Linked DNA regions of Sus scrofa: region 2 is linked to region 1. Evidence: chromatin contacts called from public Hi-C data. All regions are on one chromosome and are shown on one strand. Each heading gives the region's core, a stretch centred on a gene start, on an enhancer-like site or on the middle of the called end of the contact. The rest is flanking DNA. Distances are from core to core; before and after follow the strand shown.

Region 1 (4,871 bases), core at 1,399-3,898:
AAAAGAAAAAAAAAAAAAAAAAAGAGAGAGAGAGAGAGAAAGAGAGCGCACATGGGTTTTAAAAGATTACTCTCTCCTTTGACCTGAGAGCAGTAAGCAGCTATAGAGATCTTGCTTGGTCTGCCCCTCCTCCATTTTTTAGGTGGGATGAAGGAGGGATTGGGGAGGTAGTTATCTCACTCAAGGTCACCTGGCAAAGCTCAAACCAGACCCAAAGTCTCTTTGATTCCCAGGCTGGTGCTCTCTTCTCCAAGTTAAGCTGCCAGCCTCCAAACGCCCAGCAGAGGTTACAGAATCCTCCAAGAATTCAGCACAGGGCTGACCCCAGGTGTGTAAAGAATAAAGAACAAAAAACCCCCTGGCAACAGTGAAGCTGCCGAGTCTTGTGCCACCATGGGCCAGAAAACAAGTACACAGCATCTCAGCAGGTATGGGGTCTAAGGCTCTTCCTGGCCTCAGGCCTTGTTCCTCTCTAGGCTCCCTAGAGCATCCCACTCCCTTCCCCCCACCCTCCACCTCTCTCCCTCTTCCTCCCCAAGGCGGGGAAGTGGCTGCTTGGGCCACCAGAGCTGGGGTGGGGTAGGGAGGGGGTGGTTTACCTGTCCGAACAAAGTAGCAGTGCAGGGAGTGCACGTGAACATCTTCGCTCACAGACTTGGCTGCAGCCACCAGGGCCTGGCCTACAATCTGACCCCCAAACAGCCGCTGGGTTGAGGGTACCCAGTAATGCCTTCCTCTGTGGGGAGAGGGGAAAAGCAGGAAAGACTTGGGGGCTAGGCCAAATCCCAAAAACCTTTGATGAGCCTCTAGTGAAAGATCTCTTAACCTGATTGGGGTTTGGGACCCTTTGAGCATCTGCTAAAAGCCATAGATCCTTTCCCCAGGCAAATATCCTGACATCTCTCTACCTAAAACTTCAAGGCCTTAGGATGCCCAAAACGTCCATGGACTTCAGTTAAGGCTAATGAAGCAATTCCCATATTTTACACTACAAGAACAGGGAGCATAAGAGAGAAACTGACTCGAGCAAGGTCACACAGCTCAAACACTTCCATCCTGAGAAGTATCTGGGTCTTTTGACCCCATGTCTTCTTCCCATACCAGCGTAAGGGGTAAGCCTCTCAAGGCCTTAAGTAAACAAAGACGAACCCCCAAAGCTGGGAGTGGACTGTATTAAGGTCTGCCACTCACACCCCTCAACTTTATAGCCTAGTTCTTCGAAGAACTTGATTTAGAGATTGAAGGGCCCTCAGACTTCAAATTTGACCCCTTCAGTGTACAGATGTGGAAATTGAGGCCCTAGAGGCAAGTCTTGTCCTGTGCCTGTGCCCAGTGGCAGCTCAAGAATTTAGGTCTCCATGGAGCATCCGTCATGGCTCAGCGGAAAGGAATCTGACTAGCATCCATGAGGACACAGGTTCGATCCCTGGCCTCACTCAGCGGGTTAAGGATCTGGCGCCATGAGCTGTAGTGTAGATCACAGACATGGCTCGAATCTGGCCTTGTGGCATAGGCAAGTGACTACAGCTCCGATTCAACCCCTAGCCTGGGAACCTTCATATGCCACGGGTGCGGCCCTAAAAAGACCAAAAAAAAAAAGAATTTAGGTTTCCAACTTCTCACATCCCAGCTCAAGATGTTCACATAATGCATAGCAAACAGTTCTCCAGAGTTACTTGTAATTTGTTAAAATGGGGGAAATTAAGTTAATGCCTAAAATAGTTTCCAATCAGCCAAGAAGAGCCTTGGAAGCCTAAGCTGTTAAACCCTCCACTACAGTCAAGAATTAAAGTGGCATCAGGAAGGAAACTGGCTCAGGCCTCAGAATGAATAGCTATTAGACCCCACCTAGTGGTGGTGGGGATGGGGTAGGGAAGAGCAAATAAGTGAATTTCCCCGTAGGAGCTGCAGATAAGTTTGCGTCCTTGGACAAATCACTGTCCTTTCTGGGCTGGCTCCCCCTGGGATATGACTCCTCAAGGGAGGCTGCTGAGAAGGACATCTTGGGTCACCACTGTTTTTGTTCAGATTGAGAGGACCTCCGTGAGGCTGCACTGACCCCTTGTGCAGAGGAGGAAACCTGGGCAGCTTTGTCAGGCACAAGTTCCCTCCCAATCGGCGCAGAGGCATCCTACGCAGAGTCAATTCTCATCCCGGGGGCTACGGACAGGGGCGACGGGGTAGCAGCAGTCAATATCAGGAGCCCCTGTCCCACTGTGTCTCGGGCGGGTTGCGGGGGGTACCAGATGCGGCCAACTACCTGAAGAGGTCCTGGTCCAAGAGCTCGAGATTGAGCACGCTGGTGACCAGGACACTGCGGAGGTCCCCGGGTGGATCGTCGCCGCTCTGTCTGTCCTCGGGAGGCTCCGTGGACGACATGTAGTTCAGTTACAGCTCGCCAAGGACTCTGCCCCGAGCTGCTCACACGGAGATTAGGTAAAATGCGCAGCCTCCGGCAAAAAGCTAAATAACCGGAAGTATCCGGCCGGCCCTGGGAAAGCGGGATGCAGGTTATGATTGGTCAATGCCCCTGTCGGTTTTCCGTTGAGCCAGCCCATCTACTCTCTAGCGATTGGAAAAAGTGAGTGCCAGTCTGAGAGGCTGGTGCTGATTGGATGTGTCAGTGATGGGGCGGAGCCCCGAGAATGGATAATAAGGGCTGAGTGTCATTTCCCTTCTGTCAGTAGCAAAGACGCCCCCCAGTGCACCTAGGTCCTCCCGAGCTGAGGGCTTCTCCTGAGCTCCGTAACAGGCCACCCGACCCGGGCCGACCCTTAAGGCCTCCTGGGCCCACTCCAGTCTGTAGAAACCTCACAGTGTGACCTCTGACCCCTGGTGTGGATCTTGGGGCCAGCCCCTGTTGTGGGCTGAGGGGGCGGCCATGGAGCTAGGCAGCTGCTTCAAGACCTACGAGGACTTCAAGGAGTGCTTCAGCGCCTACAAAAAGGAGAACAGGTGCTCCTTCATTCTCAGGGACTGCGTCTCCGTCCGCTTCCACAACCTCAACCATGGCACCTCCATCCGCGAGGACATCCTGTAAGGGCGGGGCAGGAGGGTGGGGAGGAGGCCGGATGGCCCTCTGGAGGGCGGCTTGGAGGAGGGAGTGCAGCTGGGCCCCTGTCTCTGAGCATTCCACAGGCACTCATTGAGCACCTGCTGTGTGCCTGGTGAAAAGTGCTAAACCTTCACAGGCGTAACTCTTGCCCACTTCACCTTCACTCACTCCTTCATGCACAGCTTTTCTGGAATTCATAGTGACGGCAGTTTGTCCCATTTTTCAAGCACCTGCCGTATCCCAGACACAAAGTATGGCTTTCACAAATGGATAAAAACGCCGTGGCCAGAGTTTTCTTCATCAGTCTTCTCTTTACAAAGCAGTAATACTGATCAATTGTTGGTTCGTTTGTTTGTTCATTCATTCATCATTCATTGATTCATTCATTCTGTAAATGGTTCTTGAGCTCCTGAGGTTTAAAAAATTGTGTTTTTCAAACACTTTCCCATGGTCCAAGCAGCATTCTCTGTTTGGTATCCGTGTTACCCTGCAGAGCTGTACTGAAAATTATAGGCAAAGGTTATTTTTCTATTTGGCAGATAAGAAAACAGACTTGGAGGCTAAGCTAATGGTTGAACACTCAATTGCCTTCAGGACTCAGGTGAAACAGCCTAGTGTAAGAAAGTTTAACTTTTAATTTAACCATAAGAAAAACAATGAGGAAAGAACAACCAAAACCAGGTCTTTGTGCTAGGGAGAACAGACGTGTGAATTGGGCAAAATGGAGCACAGGCCCTGTTTGATCAACTTCAGCTGATGGTTGCCATGTGAAAATGAGCCAGTGTTCCTAGATTTAGGGCAAATGGAGTCAGAAATCCAGGCTTTCCGTGAGTTTGTCCACTTTTTAAAAATTGAAAATTCAAATTTGAACACACCCTATGTGGGCCAACTCTGAGAATCAAACTATATCTGAGTTTGAGACTTCTGGGTTGAGACATTTGGTCAAAGTTCCCTATCTAGGGAGCAGGCTGTGTTTTTTTCCCCAGTCTGAGGTCCAGGGTTCTGCTCGTACAGACAATGTAGAGGAGCCAGTAACGAAACCTGCTGTCAAAGAGCTTGAGATGGCATAGCGATTCGGGTAACCTGACTAGTATGTGATAAACGCTTTAAAAGCAGTGTGCAGAGGAAGAAGTGACAAGTGCCTGGGAAGAGGGAAACGGCTTCACACTGGAAGTAATGGTTTCTGCTGGGCTGTGGATGAATGCAAAGGGCTAGTGTAGAAGTCGAATGGTTAGTTACCGAGTAACACAGGAGGATCACTTGACCAGAAGGAGCTGTGGAGCAAAGGCACAAATAGGTGAAAGAAGTAGCATGTCTGAGATAGTGTGGCATGCCATGCTTACAGGAGATCATGTCACTTGCATGTTACCTAAATGGTCTTTAGAGAGTTCCCTGGTAGCTCATCAGGTAGAGGATCCAGTGTTGTCACTACTGTGGCTCGAGTTTGCTCCCTAGCCCAGGAACTTCTGCATGCTGCAGGTGTAGCCAAAAGGAAAAAGAAAAAAAAAAGTCTTTGGGTACCATTGTGAAGTGTTTGGACTTTAATTTATGCTGGTAGCATCTTCTAAGCAGTGAAAGAATCAAAAAATGCCCTGCTCTCAAGCTGCTTACACTCTAAGCCAGATAGAGTACAGGAGCCTCCTGCTGCCCTCAAGTTTAAGTCCAGGACCTGGCTTGCCAGATCATCTGACCTTTCTGACCTCTGACCCTTCTGACCTCTCCATCTTGCACTGTGTGCTCCATCCACACTGGGTCTACACCACATTCAGCCCCCCTCCCAAACTACAGCTTCCTGGTCCTGCACTTAACCATATCT
Region 2 (4,871 bases), core at 1,629-4,128, 140 kb after region 1:
CTCCTGGGTTTCCTCGTGTCTCCCCGGCTGGATCCCCCACTTTCCAACCCTCAAATGATGGCGTGCCCTTGTGCTCGATCCTTGGACGTCTTCTCTGTGTCCACTCATTCCCTGTGATCTCGTCTCGCCCCGCAGCTTTAAATAGCCTCTCTCTCTGCTAAAGACTCAGAAATTTATATCCTCAGCCTTCACCTCTCCCCTGAGCGCCAGACTCAGGGGTTCAACTGCCGACTCCGCACGGTCCTTAGGTGCCGCTCCACCTTCTAAACACCCTCTGCTGTCGGTTGTCACCACCTTTACTAAAGGACATCATCTGCCCTCAATCAAGCTTAAAACCTGACCAGTCCTCAAATCTAGGGATCTGTTAAATGCTTCATTCTGGTACAGGGTTTCTCAACCTGAGCACTCTTGGCAATCTGGACCAGATAATTCTTCACTGGGCAGGGGGGGACTCTCCATATTATTTAGGATTTAGTTTTTGGTTGCACTTGTGGCACTGGGAAGTTCTGGGGCCAGGGATCAAATCTGTGCCACAGCTCCAACCCGAGTCCCAGCAGTGATAATGCCAGATCTTTAACCCTCTGTGCCACCAAGGGAACTCCCATTGTAGAATGGTTGATGTCTTCCTCCCGGAGGTAGTGGGGTCCAAGGACAGATGCGAGACCCATTCAGGGTCTGTTGATCATGGATCCTAACTGGAAGTGGGGAGTGCAGGGAGGTGATGGTGAATCTGTGGCTTAGAGCCAGGCAGTTTTGGTCTTGGTGCAAAAGGCAGATGGCACAAGTGGCCTCTACCCACCAGATGCCAGTATCATCCTCCTTCCAGTTGTGACAAACTAAAATGTCTCTGAGTATTGCCAAATGTTCCCTGATGGGCCACACTGCCCCCCACTTGAGAACCACTGCTCCAATGCAACAAACATACAGACAGGTCAGCCCATCACAAGTGTACATTACAATATAGTTTCACAAACTGAACACAACTGTAACCAGCATCCAGATCAAGAAACAAAACATCACCGGCATCCTAAAAACCCCCGCATGCCCTCTTGTAATCACTGCCTCTTCATCCCAAGAGTTACTATCATCATTTATAACAGCTTAAAGATACATTTTTTTTTTTTTTGCTTTTTAAGGGCTACCCCAGAAGCATACAGACGTTCCCAGGCTAGGGGTCGAATTGGAGTTGCAGCTGCTGGCCTACACCATGGCCACAGCAACGCTGGATCCTTAACCCAGACAGCAAGGCCAGGGATGGAACCCTCATCCTCATGGACACTAGTTGGGTTTGTTACCACTGAGCCACAACTGGAACTCCTTAAAGATAGACTGTGACTATTTTCACGTTAGTTAAACAGTATTTTACAGGCATATACCTTGGAGTGGAATTGCTGGCTAGACAGGTATGTGTAAGTTCAACTTTAGCAGATGTGACCAAACAATTTTCCAAAGCGGTTCTGCCCATCTATATTCCCACCAGCAATGCATGAGATTTTCCAGGATCCTCCTTGAGGCCTCTTTCCATTACATGCAACGTCCAATCCAGCAGCAGGCCCTGTAGGTTCTACTTCCAAAATGTATCTGGAATCAGATGACTGCCACCATCCTAGCCCAGCTAACAGTACCTCTTACCTGGGGGTCTGCAGAAACCTCCTCATCAGACTCTCAGCCTCTACGCCTGCCCTTAGTTGAGTTTTCACCCAGCAGCCAGAGTGACCCCGTTAACATATAAGTCAGATTACTTCATTTTCCCGACTCAAAAACTTCTCACGGGTTCCCTGGTAGATTAGGAAAGAATCCAGATGCCTCCCTGAAGCCTTAGGATCTGCCTTCTTCTCCTCCCTCATCTCCTCACCACCACGCTTTTCGCTCACTGTTCCAGACACACTGGCCTTCTTGCTGCTCCCTAAACCATCCAGGCCTCTTTTCACCCCGGGGCCTTTGCACTTGCTATTTTCTCTTCAAGAGAGCTCTTCCCCCACATCTCTGCTTAATTGGCTCCTTCTCATTAGTGAAGTCTCAGGTTAAATATTCCATCTTCTGAGAGGTCTTCTCAGACCATGCCCTAAAGCAGTTCTTCCCTCTACTCATTATCCCTGGGCCTCCTCTTCTTCCTCTTCTTCCTCCTCTTCCTCCCCTCCTTCCCCTCCTCCTTCCTCTTCTTCTTCTTCTTCTTCTTCTTGTCTTTTTGCCATTTCTTGGGCTGCTCTCGCAGCATATGGAGGTTCCCAAGCTAGGGGTCTAATTGGAGCTGTAGCCGCAGGCCTACGCCAGAGCCACAGCAACGTGGGATTTGAGCCGCGTTTGCAACCTACACCACAGCTCATGGCAACGCCGGATCGTTAACCCACTGAGCAAGGGCAGGGACTGAACCTGCAACCTCATGGTTCCTAGTCGGATTCGTTAACCACTGCGCCACGATGGGAACTCCTCACCTTTTCTTCTTAACATATACAACAATCTCAAATTATCTTGTTTATGCGTTTGCTCACTTATCATCTCTCTCCTCTCACACATTAGGACTTAAGCCACACGAGGGAAGGAAGCCAGTGGGTCTCATCCAGTGCTGTATCCCCAGAGCCTAGCACCAATGCCTGAAACACAGGTGAGCTGTCAAGATGTGCTGAATGAATGAGTGTGAATGAAACCCAGATGTTTAGGAGACCCCAGCAGAGGAGCGCCGGTTCCAGGAGCCACATGCTGGGGTCCCTGGTACAGGGAAAGCTCTCAGCAGCGAGGGGGATCCTCAAGCGGTTCCAGTGGAATTGAGAGTCCAGGGCCTCAGAGCTAAGTGATGAGATACAGAGCCTCAGCACAGCGGGCACTAGGACCCTGCGCGGCGCCGCGGCCGGCGGGGGGCGGCCGGCGTGGAGGGGGAATCCGCTCTTTCAGCCTTCAGGAGCCGGGCTGCGGCCACTTGTGCAATCTGGGCCCGTTCCGCGGCCGCCCGGCCCCTTTCCGCACCATGAGCCGCAGGTTCACTGTCACTTCACTGCCACCCGCGGGCCCTGCCGGGACCTCTGACCCGGAGTCCCAACGGCATCCAGCAGCCGGTCTCCGCCACCTCTCTGGGGAAGACGCCAAAGGTAGAGGCCGCAGGGGGGCGGGGCCTACCGATATGGGGGCGGGGCTATGGAGGGGAGTGGGGGGGCCCCCCTTGGTGGGCAGGTCTTGTAGGGAGGGGCGGGGCCATGGCGGGGTGGGGTAGGGTCCCAGCCGAGGGCCGGAGAAAGGAGAGCGAGTTGGGACCTAGGAAAGTGGGGTAAGGCTGGTGGAGGGGAAATGATGAAGGGAGGGGCCAGAATAGCGGTGGGCGGGGACACAGAGAAGAGGGTGGGGCTAGAGTTGAAGGGGAGGATCTTGTGATGTAGGGGCTAAGACCTAGGGGGCTGGGCCGGAGGGCAGTAAAGGGGCGGGGTCACATCGGATAGGAGGCGGGACCAGAGAGGGAGAAGGTGGAACCAGGAAAAGGGAGGGCCGTGTGGGTGGGTCCAGAGCCAATGGGACGAGGCAGGACCAGCTTGGGTTTGGGGGTAGAAAAGGGCGGGACCACAGAAGGGGTTGGGCCAGCAGTATAGGGGTAGAGTGGCGGGCAGCAGGAAAAATGAGTTCCGCTGGGTCGCCGGGTCATTGGTGCCTGGCGGATCCTTCAGTCCTCAGCCACCCGGGAGGCGTCGCTGCCAGCGCCTGGGGAATCCCGGGAAGGAGACGGGAGAAAAGAGAAGTTTGGACCCCAGACAGCTAGATCCTGGGAGGCTCCTTTGGCGACTCCAGTCCCGACCTTTTGGGACTCAGCTCCCTCTACTCCTGCTCCACAAGCAGTGGGTGGTGCCAGCACTAGAGTAATGGATTAGGGGCGTCTTCCTGGAGGGCCCAGGGCAGTGGTCACGTCATGGAAGTTACATACAGGGTACAGAAGAGAGAGGAGGGAAAGGATCCTTCTAGCCTTCGGTGAAGAATTAGCATCCTGGATGCACACACAGTTTTCTCCGCAAGGGCCACCTGTCAGGGGTTCCCCTCCCTGACTCTGGGCCCCTCAGGTCTGGAAGGAACGTGGAGAATCGGCTCCAAATGGCCCCAGAGCAGGGAGGAGAAAGAGCCTCCCCAGGCCTCCAGGGGTCGCTGCTGAGCCGCAGGTGAGCTCACCCCGATTCCAGCAAAACTGAGCACCAAAAACCCTTTAGGGGTTTCAAACTTTGGCAAACCTCCTCTTTGGGCAGATGACTGAACTGAGGCCTAGATTTCTGGAAGGCTCCAGTCCCGTGAACCAGCCACCTCCTGGACGTGGTCACTAGGAATTTTAGGGCTCTTTTCTTTCTTCATCTTTCCCATAATCTGCCCTTTAATCACTTTCAGGAATGTCCTTACAGCCTTACAGATTTAAAAGTCAGAACTCTAGGAGCCATCCTCAACCCCTTCTTTCCTCCTACCACCAGATCTGATTGTTCCTCATGTCTCAGCCACTCCACCTTCAAACCTTATCCTGAATCTGCCCACATCTCTCCTCCTGTCACCATCACCCTGGTCCAAACTTCCATCATCTCTCACGCAGCTGTGACCACAGCCTCCTCACTGGTCTGCCTGCCTCCAATCCTGTTTGCAAGCCACCCCCAGCCCTCATCACCTGTAAGATAAACTGCCAAACCCTTTAGTCTGTCACTCAAACTCTCCCGTCATCTGCTTCTCATGTACCTGTCCACATTCTTCTGCCCACCTCCATCCATCGGAGAAAGTCCTCATGCTGTGTGTTATAGCTCATTTAACCTCTTCTGAAAAAAACCTTTTTCGCTTTCTCTTGCTCCCAGGCAGAGGCAGACATCCCTCTTCTGCCTGCCCACTGCACCATTACAGCACATGTCCCAGTGGATGGA

The links. A called contact is a pair of places that touch in the nucleus more often than the background predicts.
Region 2: a contact with region 1 is called in a Hi-C map of liver, with 6 times the contacts expected there. The contact joins the promoter of SLC12A5 here to the promoter of ZSWIM3 in region 1. A contact is called at or near these places in 1 of 47 Hi-C or Micro-C datasets (liver) and 1 of 2 datasets of contacts at active chromatin or transcription factors (alveolar macrophages).

The regions. Positions count from the first base shown.
Region 1 is chr17:48,051,831-48,056,701 of Sscrofa11.1, forward strand. It overlaps ZSWIM3 (zinc finger SWIM domain-containing protein 3), which reads left to right and starts at 2,649. Exons shown (of 2, transcript XM_013985404.2): 1 at 2,649-3,036. The coding sequence starts at 2,882. ACOT8 (acyl-coenzyme A thioesterase 8) reads right to left here and starts at 2,505. Exons shown (of 6, transcript XM_001928889.4): 1 at 2,261-2,505; 2 at 600-736. The coding sequence starts at 2,379.
Region 2 is chr17:48,189,194-48,194,064 of Sscrofa11.1, forward strand. It overlaps SLC12A5 (solute carrier family 12 member 5), which reads left to right and starts at 2,879. Exons shown (of 26, transcript XM_021078314.1): 1 at 2,879-3,086. The coding sequence starts at 2,966.